2 separate regions of the Sus scrofa genome follow, and region 2 is linked to region 1. The links are chromatin contacts, called in public Hi-C maps. All regions are on one chromosome and are shown on one strand. The core of a region is the stretch at or near the end of the contact, and the rest is flanking DNA. Distances in the headings are between cores, read along the strand shown.

The links. A called contact is a pair of places that touch in the nucleus more often than the background predicts.
Region 2: a Hi-C map of liver shows a contact between it and region 1, with 6 times the contacts expected there. The contact joins two enhancer-like sites. A contact is called at or near these places in 1 of 47 Hi-C or Micro-C datasets (liver) and 2 of 2 datasets of contacts at active chromatin or transcription factors (alveolar macrophages and skeletal muscle).

What each region holds. Positions count from the first base shown.
Region 1 is chr13:3,931,215-3,935,330 of Sscrofa11.1, reverse strand. No RefSeq gene overlaps it. Among named protein-coding and RNA genes, the nearest start is that of PLCL2, 59 kb to the left of the region's middle. Within about 2 kb of position 2,085, at least 13 of the 83 cell types and tissues checked have an H3K27ac peak or open chromatin away from gene starts, as enhancers often do. A contact at or near this core is called in liver, where this site is marked.
Region 2 is chr13:4,222,645-4,226,760 of Sscrofa11.1, reverse strand. TBC1D5 (TBC1 domain family member 5) reads left to right here. Exons shown (of 24, transcript XM_021069682.1): 21 at 1,171-1,270. Among named protein-coding and RNA genes, the nearest start is that of PLCL2, 230 kb to the right of the region's middle. Within about 2 kb of position 1,665, at least 2 of the 83 cell types and tissues checked have an H3K27ac peak or open chromatin away from gene starts, as enhancers often do. A contact at or near this core is called in liver, where this site is marked.

The DNA of each region.
Region 1 (4,116 bases), core at 836-3,335:
TGGACCAATACTTCAAGGTAAAGATTATAGCAGGAGCAAAGAGGAGCCATGTCCTGCTTGGATAAAAGATAGAGACCACATAGTTCTCATTACTGAGGTCAAGGAGACCTCCAGAACTACACATTGCAGAAAGGTCCCAGGGGGAGTCAGAGAAAGGAGGGGCACCAGACTGTAGACATCACGCAATAGAGTTACCTATAATCCACCATCAACTTCCCAGAGACTCTTGCTCTGGAATCCATCCTGGCTAAAAGATGGGCATACACGAGGGTGGGGGGCAGCTCTGAGTCAGGCCAAATGTGGGCTCAAGGCCAGATGAAGCAAGAGGATTAGCCAGAGGAAGCCCGGAAGGGACCCCCCCCCCATACAAGTGATTTAAATGGGATCTCTCTTCCTCTCTTGCTCTTTCTGTCTGTCTCTCTCTCTGCCCACTCATGCACACCCACCCCCACACCAGAGCCTGCCTGTGCTTTCTCCACACCTATCTTCTCTCTTAACGAACATTTTATTTGCCTCACTCCTCTCAGTCTCTTTGCTGAATTCTTTCTCCAAATGGACGAGTATTGGGGACCTACATCAAGTGGTTAGGGTTCAGTGTTCTCACCCCATAGCCACTTGAGAACACTTCCAGCCACCAAATCACAGTTTCTCTTAAAACAGGTCTCTAGACATGAGAATGTCCAAAGTTTATATTTTGCCTCAAGCAAAACTTTTATGAGCAACAATAAAATGTAAAATGACCTAAAAGTAAAATGACCATCTCCAGGCAGGGAGCCTCATTTCCCTGCGAACTTCCCAAGGGAAGGATGGATGGATTCCTGGCACATCACCTGCTGGGGTCCTCCACTTTCAAGAGGGAAACTGAGGTCAAGGGTCATCCTGGCTCTCAGAGAGGCACTTATTCTGACCGGGACTCAGTTTTCCCTCCTGAAAAAGGGGAACTGACACCAACCTCCCAGAGAAAGATGGTGAAGATGTCAGCCTTTGTTAGTCCTTGGATGAGGAAGATGATTATGGAATGCCAGATCCTAGAACCATGTTTCCTACTTACTGTGTAACATCTGCCATTCACAATGCCTTTGATTAATGATTGAAATGATTGTGAAAGTCATTTGCAAATATAAAGCAGACTCTGCATAAGTCTTGCCAAGAATTCTGCATATCAATCCCAGCAGAATTTTAACCACCAGAGTAGGCATCCCCCTCCCCCGCCCCACCCCACCTGCCCTTCAGTCTCTAAAGTGCTGGAACACGCAATAGAGTTACCTATAATCCACCATTTAAAAACAATGACTTGAGGAGTTTCCCCTGTGGCTCAGCAGTTCAATCCCTGGCCCCATTCAGTGGGTTAAGGATCCAATGTTGCCGTGAGCTGCGGTGTAGGTCAAAGACCCAGTTCTTCGGATCTGGCGTTGCTGTAGCTGTGGTATAGACCAGTAGCTGCAGCTCTGATTTGACACCTGGCCTAGGAACTCCCATGTGCTACAGGTGGGACCCTAAAAAGGAAAAACAAAACAAAATAAACAAAAAAAAATGACTTGAGCTTTAGCATTTATTTATAAAACATATGTGTAACTTATCCATAGCTTGATTTCTTATAGAGCTGACCTAATTTCTGAGAAGTACTAATCCATTATGCCATGTTAATTCCATGATTGATGTAATGCAGCTCTCTCTTCCAGGACTTGGGGAGCTATGAAAATAGTCATCCCTCTGAGCTACAGAAGCCAGTTTTCTTGTTATGTTCTGTTAAAAGTACACAATGCTATTTGTTGGAAAAGAATTGAAATATGCACACCCTTTGGTCTCTGAATCCTAAACAGCAGAGAAAGGCAAAATGTATCATGTAGACCCCATGACTTCAGACAGAGCTATTTTTAATTTTCAACTTGTGTCTAAACTTGGGAACCAATTTTACTACCTGGAGCGTTCAAAAAAAGTTAACTAGGTTTGCTTCCGCACATAAGCTGAAGTTAACTGCTTTTGCTTCAATTAAATAAATGCTGGCAGTGCTATCAGGTCCTGGCATGACCAGATGGCTGTCGCCACACCTTGCCAGTTGCCAATCAGCATTCAACAGCTGGGCTTGGCCACACAACAGCTGCCCTTGACCCTGGTTTCTGATCATCTGTTGGCTATAAATAGAAGCAGGGTGTCAGGAAAAGGGAGCAAAGTACTTGATACCAGCAATTCAGGAAATTCATCTGACAGTGACATAACCAGCTTAATGTACTGAGCTAGTTTCAAGAATATTTGAGAATCGAGAAACACAAGGTCCAGTATATGGTCATTCCAATGTCGACAGCATGAAACCATGAGTGCCTTTATGAAATAAAGGCTAGAACATTTCCAGATATATATGTTATCATTTTGAGAGCATCATGTATCAGTGTTTGAAGTGCCCTTGGTTTGACAGGTACCACCTGTTAGAATTTGTTTAAGAAATAGAAGAGCATAGCCAAAATTCAGTGTCATGCTTTTCTCATACCAAAAAAAAAATTTTTACAGGCAAAAAACTTGGCAGAGGCTCATCATTCTTCTTCACATTAATGTACCTTCACTCATTTATCAAATTTCATAGTAGAGCTAAAGACTGAGAGATGAGGATTTTTTTGACTCTGATCTGGACCAGGTGATTCCAAAAGAGAGCATTAGGAAGAGATTCTAGGTGTGTTATGTGGCTAAATGTCCTTATTTTCCAAAGAGAAAAGATGGGGGTGTGGGGGAACAGAAAATGACATTTTTAGAAACAAAACTGATGTTTCTGCTGGGCAAGATGCAAGCCACACACTCTGAAGAAATGCAAACACAGCCCAGCAAGAAAGGAAAGAGCCATAAAGTGGAATAAAGCACGAGAGAAAAGAAAAGAGCTGAATTTAAGCTCCAGAGAGGTTTTCGTTAAACCACCAGGATGTTACAGGGCGAGGCTTTAACGGTGAAGGCCACACTTGGGCAGGCCCAGGCGCCTCTCAGTGGGGACAGCTGGTGATGTCCTTCACTGCTGACAACTGGGGTGGGGGAGTGTGTGGACAGAACCAGCAACTGCGCACTTGGCAACTCTCCATGAAGCTGAGGACCGGCCAATGGGACAGAGCCTGACATCACAGATCCCAGAGGGACAACCTGAGAGGAGGCCTGTGGAGACCAGAGCATCCAGTCCAATGGCTAGGCACAGAGGACCCTCTTCCAAAGTCAAGGACAGCTGAGGACTCCGCACATGTGAGTACTTATACTCTGAGTAGTTGAAAGACTGAAAGCCACTAGGAATTCATAAGGCTTTAAAAAATTACTTGTATTTTGTTCCTCACCACACCATCTATAGGGTTTTGGGAACAAGTCATATAAGTTCTGGGAACCAAGTTATTTTTTTCAGTCTACAAATGGATTAGAGGTCCCCTGGTCATTCCAAGCACAGACAGAACATTTGATCAGGGATTCTGACTTCCGTGTTGACGGGCTGATTAGAAACTGCATTATTTATGCCCCTGTGGGATTGCTGTGGCTTTTGAGGCTGGAAACCACCTGCTGTGGTATCTCTTGCCCTAATTTTAGGTGCATTGATCTCCATTTTTTGGATATGTGCCTCCATGGCAGATTTTGAAAGAGAATTAATCAGTTGTCTTGATTATTTTTCATTAATTGAACTAATCTCAATCCAAATTTGGAGGATACCTTTTTTAAAAAAATTTTTATTATAGTTGATTTACAGTGTTCTGTCAATTTCTGCTGTATTTATTCCTTTATATGTACATATACAATGAATATATATATATATATATACACCCACGCACACATATATTTGTATAACTGGGTTACTTTGCTGTAGAGCAGAAATTGACAGAACATACACACACACACACACATATATATATATATATCATAAACACACACATTCCTTCTCTCATATGATCTTCCACCATGTTCCATCACAAGTGATTGGATATAGTTCCCTGTGCTATACAGCAGGAACTCATTGCTTATCCACTCCAAATGCAATAGTTTGCATCTATTAACCCTATACTCCCAATATATCCCACTCCCTTCCCCTCAGCAACCACAAGTCTGTTCTTTAGATAGGTTCATTTGCGCCATATTTTAGATTCCACATATAAGTGA
Region 2 (4,116 bases), core at 416-2,915, 290 kb before region 1:
TGTGTCAAATTGTACTCAGTCTCCAAGAAAAAGCACATCTTGGAAGGTTTTCTTCCCTTCTTTTTAACGACAAATGATTCTTATGTGAAAGGACGAGTGTCTAAGACTGAAAAATCAATTTTCTAGCCTTGCCCAGCTCTGGTAACATCCTTTCTTTATATTCCAGCTAACTTGGTTTAAAATATCCTACATTCTGAAGGTTATTCTCTTTCTCTGAGAAATTAACTCCCTAAATTTCCTAAGATTCCTTGGGAAATTTTTTGTATGGATTATTTTTTTTCTTTAAAAAACCAAAAAACCCAGACTTTATCCTTTTGTTACAGTCTGATTGTCTTTGACCATTTAATTAATTATCCCACCCAAAGTATATTTTTTTCCCTAGAAATAGTCAAATAAATAAAAAGCTCTCTAGTACCCTTTCAAGAGAGGAAATGTAAGAGCAGTGAATTATGGGCTGTGGGGGCAAAACTTTTTCAAGTGCTTTGGGAAATCTCATATGGTAAGAAATTATCATGGTCTAGAGAATGATGAGATTCGTCTTATACAAATGGAAACCTTTGGTTTCTCATGTGTGTGTGAAAATGTAATAGTTTTGTACCAGCTGCCAAGGGAGTAAGGTCCACTGAAATCCCATTTACTCTCCCAGTTTATGTGACTAGGTAGTTATTGAAGATATTTTATGTACTTTGTTAAAATACAAGGTTGTATGGGTAAACATTTACAGATGGCACAAAACTGGCGTTCAATTAGGAAAAGTCTAGATTTAAAAAAAAAAAAAACAAAAACCTCCATTTTACCTGTACTCTGGTGGTGGCAATAGTTGCTCTTGTTTGTTTGTTGCTTCTTTTTTGTCTAGGACTAAAAAGACATTGTGGCTCTTTAAAATAGTCCAGTTCGGAGTTCCTGCTGTGGCGTAGAGGGTTAAGGATCCAGTGTTGTCTCTGTGGCAGCACAGGTTCAATCCCCAGTGCCGTGGAGTAAGGCTCTGGTGTTGCCACAGCTGCAGCATGGGTCGCAACTGGACTCGCATTCAGTTCCTGACCCAGGAACTTCCATGTGCTGCAGATGGGGCCAAAAAGACAAAAAAGAAATCCAGATCATTTGGAGAACTTTGGGGATTTTTGTTGGTTTCTTTTTTCATTTTCGTTATCTTTGCCCCCTTCATTTTAGGAAGAAGAATTAGAAGCCCAAATTTCCTTCCTTCAAGGACAGTTGAATGACCTAGATGCCATGTGCAAATACTGTGCAAAGGTGATGGACACTCATCTTGGTGAGTGAAGTACTTTGGTCCTGGGAATGTCGACAGTCACGACAACAACGGCCACGGGAGCCTGGGTTGAACTCTTGCCGTGAGCTATCTCATGTAATCCTCATGGCAGTGCTGCAGCAGGGGTACAGTCACTCTCCCCTTTGCACAGATGAGGAAACCGAAGCACAGAGAGATTAATAAAATTTCCCCAAATTGTAGCACTAGTAAGTGGAGTGGAAATTCAAAATCAAGCAATCTGATTGTAGATTTCAGCTCTCAACTGCTGCACTGCCCTTTGTAAATAAAGACAAATATTTGTAAATATCTGAACCCCAAACCAAAATGAAACATTGAGCTTCCAGGATCAAATAGTCAGCTGTACTGTTGTGCCAACCTGCCTGTAATCACTAACGTGATTATTTTGGCAATGCTTTCTTTACTTTTTCAAATACATGCTTTAAACACCTGCCTGAAATGCACGTCAAGGCCATGACCTTTTCTTACTTCTGACTGTGCCTGTAAGAGATGTCCTAGTTTGAAGTGCAGTTTACAGGTGAATTGTCCGTATGTCACATGGTGAGCCCCCAGGCCTTGCTTTCAACACTTGTGAAAGTTCTGTATTTGGTATTAGAAATGGTCTCTGCTGGATCACCAGTGTATTGCTTCAGGAGCTCCTTGATGCTTGCAGAATTTCTGTACTGCGTTCTGTTACAATTTTCAGCCCCCTGATGGACATCCTTTTCCTCTCCATTCTAGTGTCTAGCTGCTGTAGTTTGGAAGTAAGACATGTACTATCATAGAAATGACCAGTATGCTGCTCAGTGCGTGTGGAGAAGGGGTGAATGTGATCATTGAAAGAAATTAGGACGCATGCCACCTATGAGGGAAAACCAAACAGAACCCACCGAGGCCTCTTCCCAGCCAGAGCCCTGAGAATGGCCCATCTTTGGGGCCTTCCTAAAGGTAGACTCTGTACATCAGACCCCACCCACTTCTTGACTTGTTAGGTTATGGGTCCACTGAACGTGGACAAAACAGCTGTCATTTGGATGTAGCCTGAAACTTTGCTAGCCTCGAGCAAGTAGTAAATGTTCTCTTCCAGATTTGGGACAGAGGCTTGATGCAAGTGGCCAGTAGCCGCCCAGTGTCTTACTAGGCAGCTGGCTGGGCCCTGTTCTATCCTCAGCCTTCTTTCTGTTATCTTGACCCCTCCTTCAGAGAAAGGGCTCAAAAGGAAGAGAAGAAGAGAAAATATGATGGATCATCGAAAGGGATAGACTCTCTAATCACAGCAAGAGGCATTCCCCTGTCACATCTGATTCCACCCACTTCAAAACTGTTTATTTATATGCTACTTTGCAATCAATTTCAAAAATTCATATGGAATTAACTACATGAATCTTATGGTATCACACTTCAAAATGCATCAAAGGGGAAGTAATGAAGAAGTAGTTTATATATAGATAACTAATATGTATTACATAACTAGTCTTAGTTAATTTAAATATAATTTTAATTGTAAAGTAGGTGTGAGCATGTGTGTGTGCGCATGTGTGTATTTTTGGCTTCCCCAGCTATATGGGTGACTTTTTCATTACTTGATTTTGTTTCTGACCAAAGTAGAACAAAGAAGTGACTGAGAAGATTTACTGGAACTCTAGAAAAATCCTGTTAGGAACTTTCCAAGATGTTTGGTCCACATAGCAGCTTTTAAAGCAGCTTTACTTAAGCCTCAGAATATTCAAACAGCCTTTGCTCTGATTTTATTCTTTCCATCAGCACTAAAAGCATTTTCTCATTGCTTTTAGGGGGAAACACTTGAATTAAAGAAAAGCCCACACCAGCTGTAAATTTTCAACTAACTGTAAACTAGATTTGTTTTTGTGTGTACATTTCACTTTCAGCCAGAATCCCTTCACAGAACTGTGGACTTCTTTTTGCCATGTAAACAGCATGGCTGCATTTTTATAGTGGAGTTGAGGGTTGCTACAAAGAATTCCTGGCCCCAGGGCCTGCAGATGCATTTTATTTTATTTATTTTATTTTACACTGACTTATTAAAGGGTTTTCCTGGGTTATAGGCAGTTTTGATTCCAAGCGAAAATTTGAGGGAAACACAAAGATGAAGTGAAGCTCTTAATTTACTTTTTCACTTTCTATACTTCCTTTAAAAATGACTTCAATACCCTAGCATTTTTCCATATGAACGTTTCTATTTTTCATGATTATTAAAGTGGTACAAAATTGGAACAACTGCAAAATCCATTGGTAAGTGATTGATTGTGATATAGTAATGCAATCTTTATGAAGATTAAAATGCTTTATTACCATAAGGAGATGTTCATAATCTATTTTGAAGTGAAAAAAGCAGGTGGCACAATAGAATATATTTGATGTGAAAATAACCATTAACAGTGGTGGCATGAGTGAAAGGAAGGTTGTAGAGGGACTTTCCAAGGGACCTAATCTTCTATGCTTGGAAAATCTGTAGACACCTTAAGTGCACGTAACTAACACCTGGAGGTTGATCTTTACACTGCAGGCAAGAGTCAGCTATAAGAGCTGCTGCAGTCATACCTGAGAAGGAGAGACAGTCTCATGGGCGTCAGACAGACGTAGGGTTGAAACTAGGCTTTGTCACTTCTGAGATCAGTTTGCTTCAGGCCTTCAGGGCCTGTTCATGTCTTCATGTATAAAATGGAGATACAAATATCTATCTTGGAGTTCCCGTTGTGGCTCATCAGAAATGAATCCGACTAGGAACCATGAGGTTGCGGGTTCAATCCCTGGCCTTGCTCAGTGGGTTAAGGATCTGGCATTGCTGTGAGCTGAGGTGTAGGTCGAAGATGCAGCTGGGGTCCTGTGTT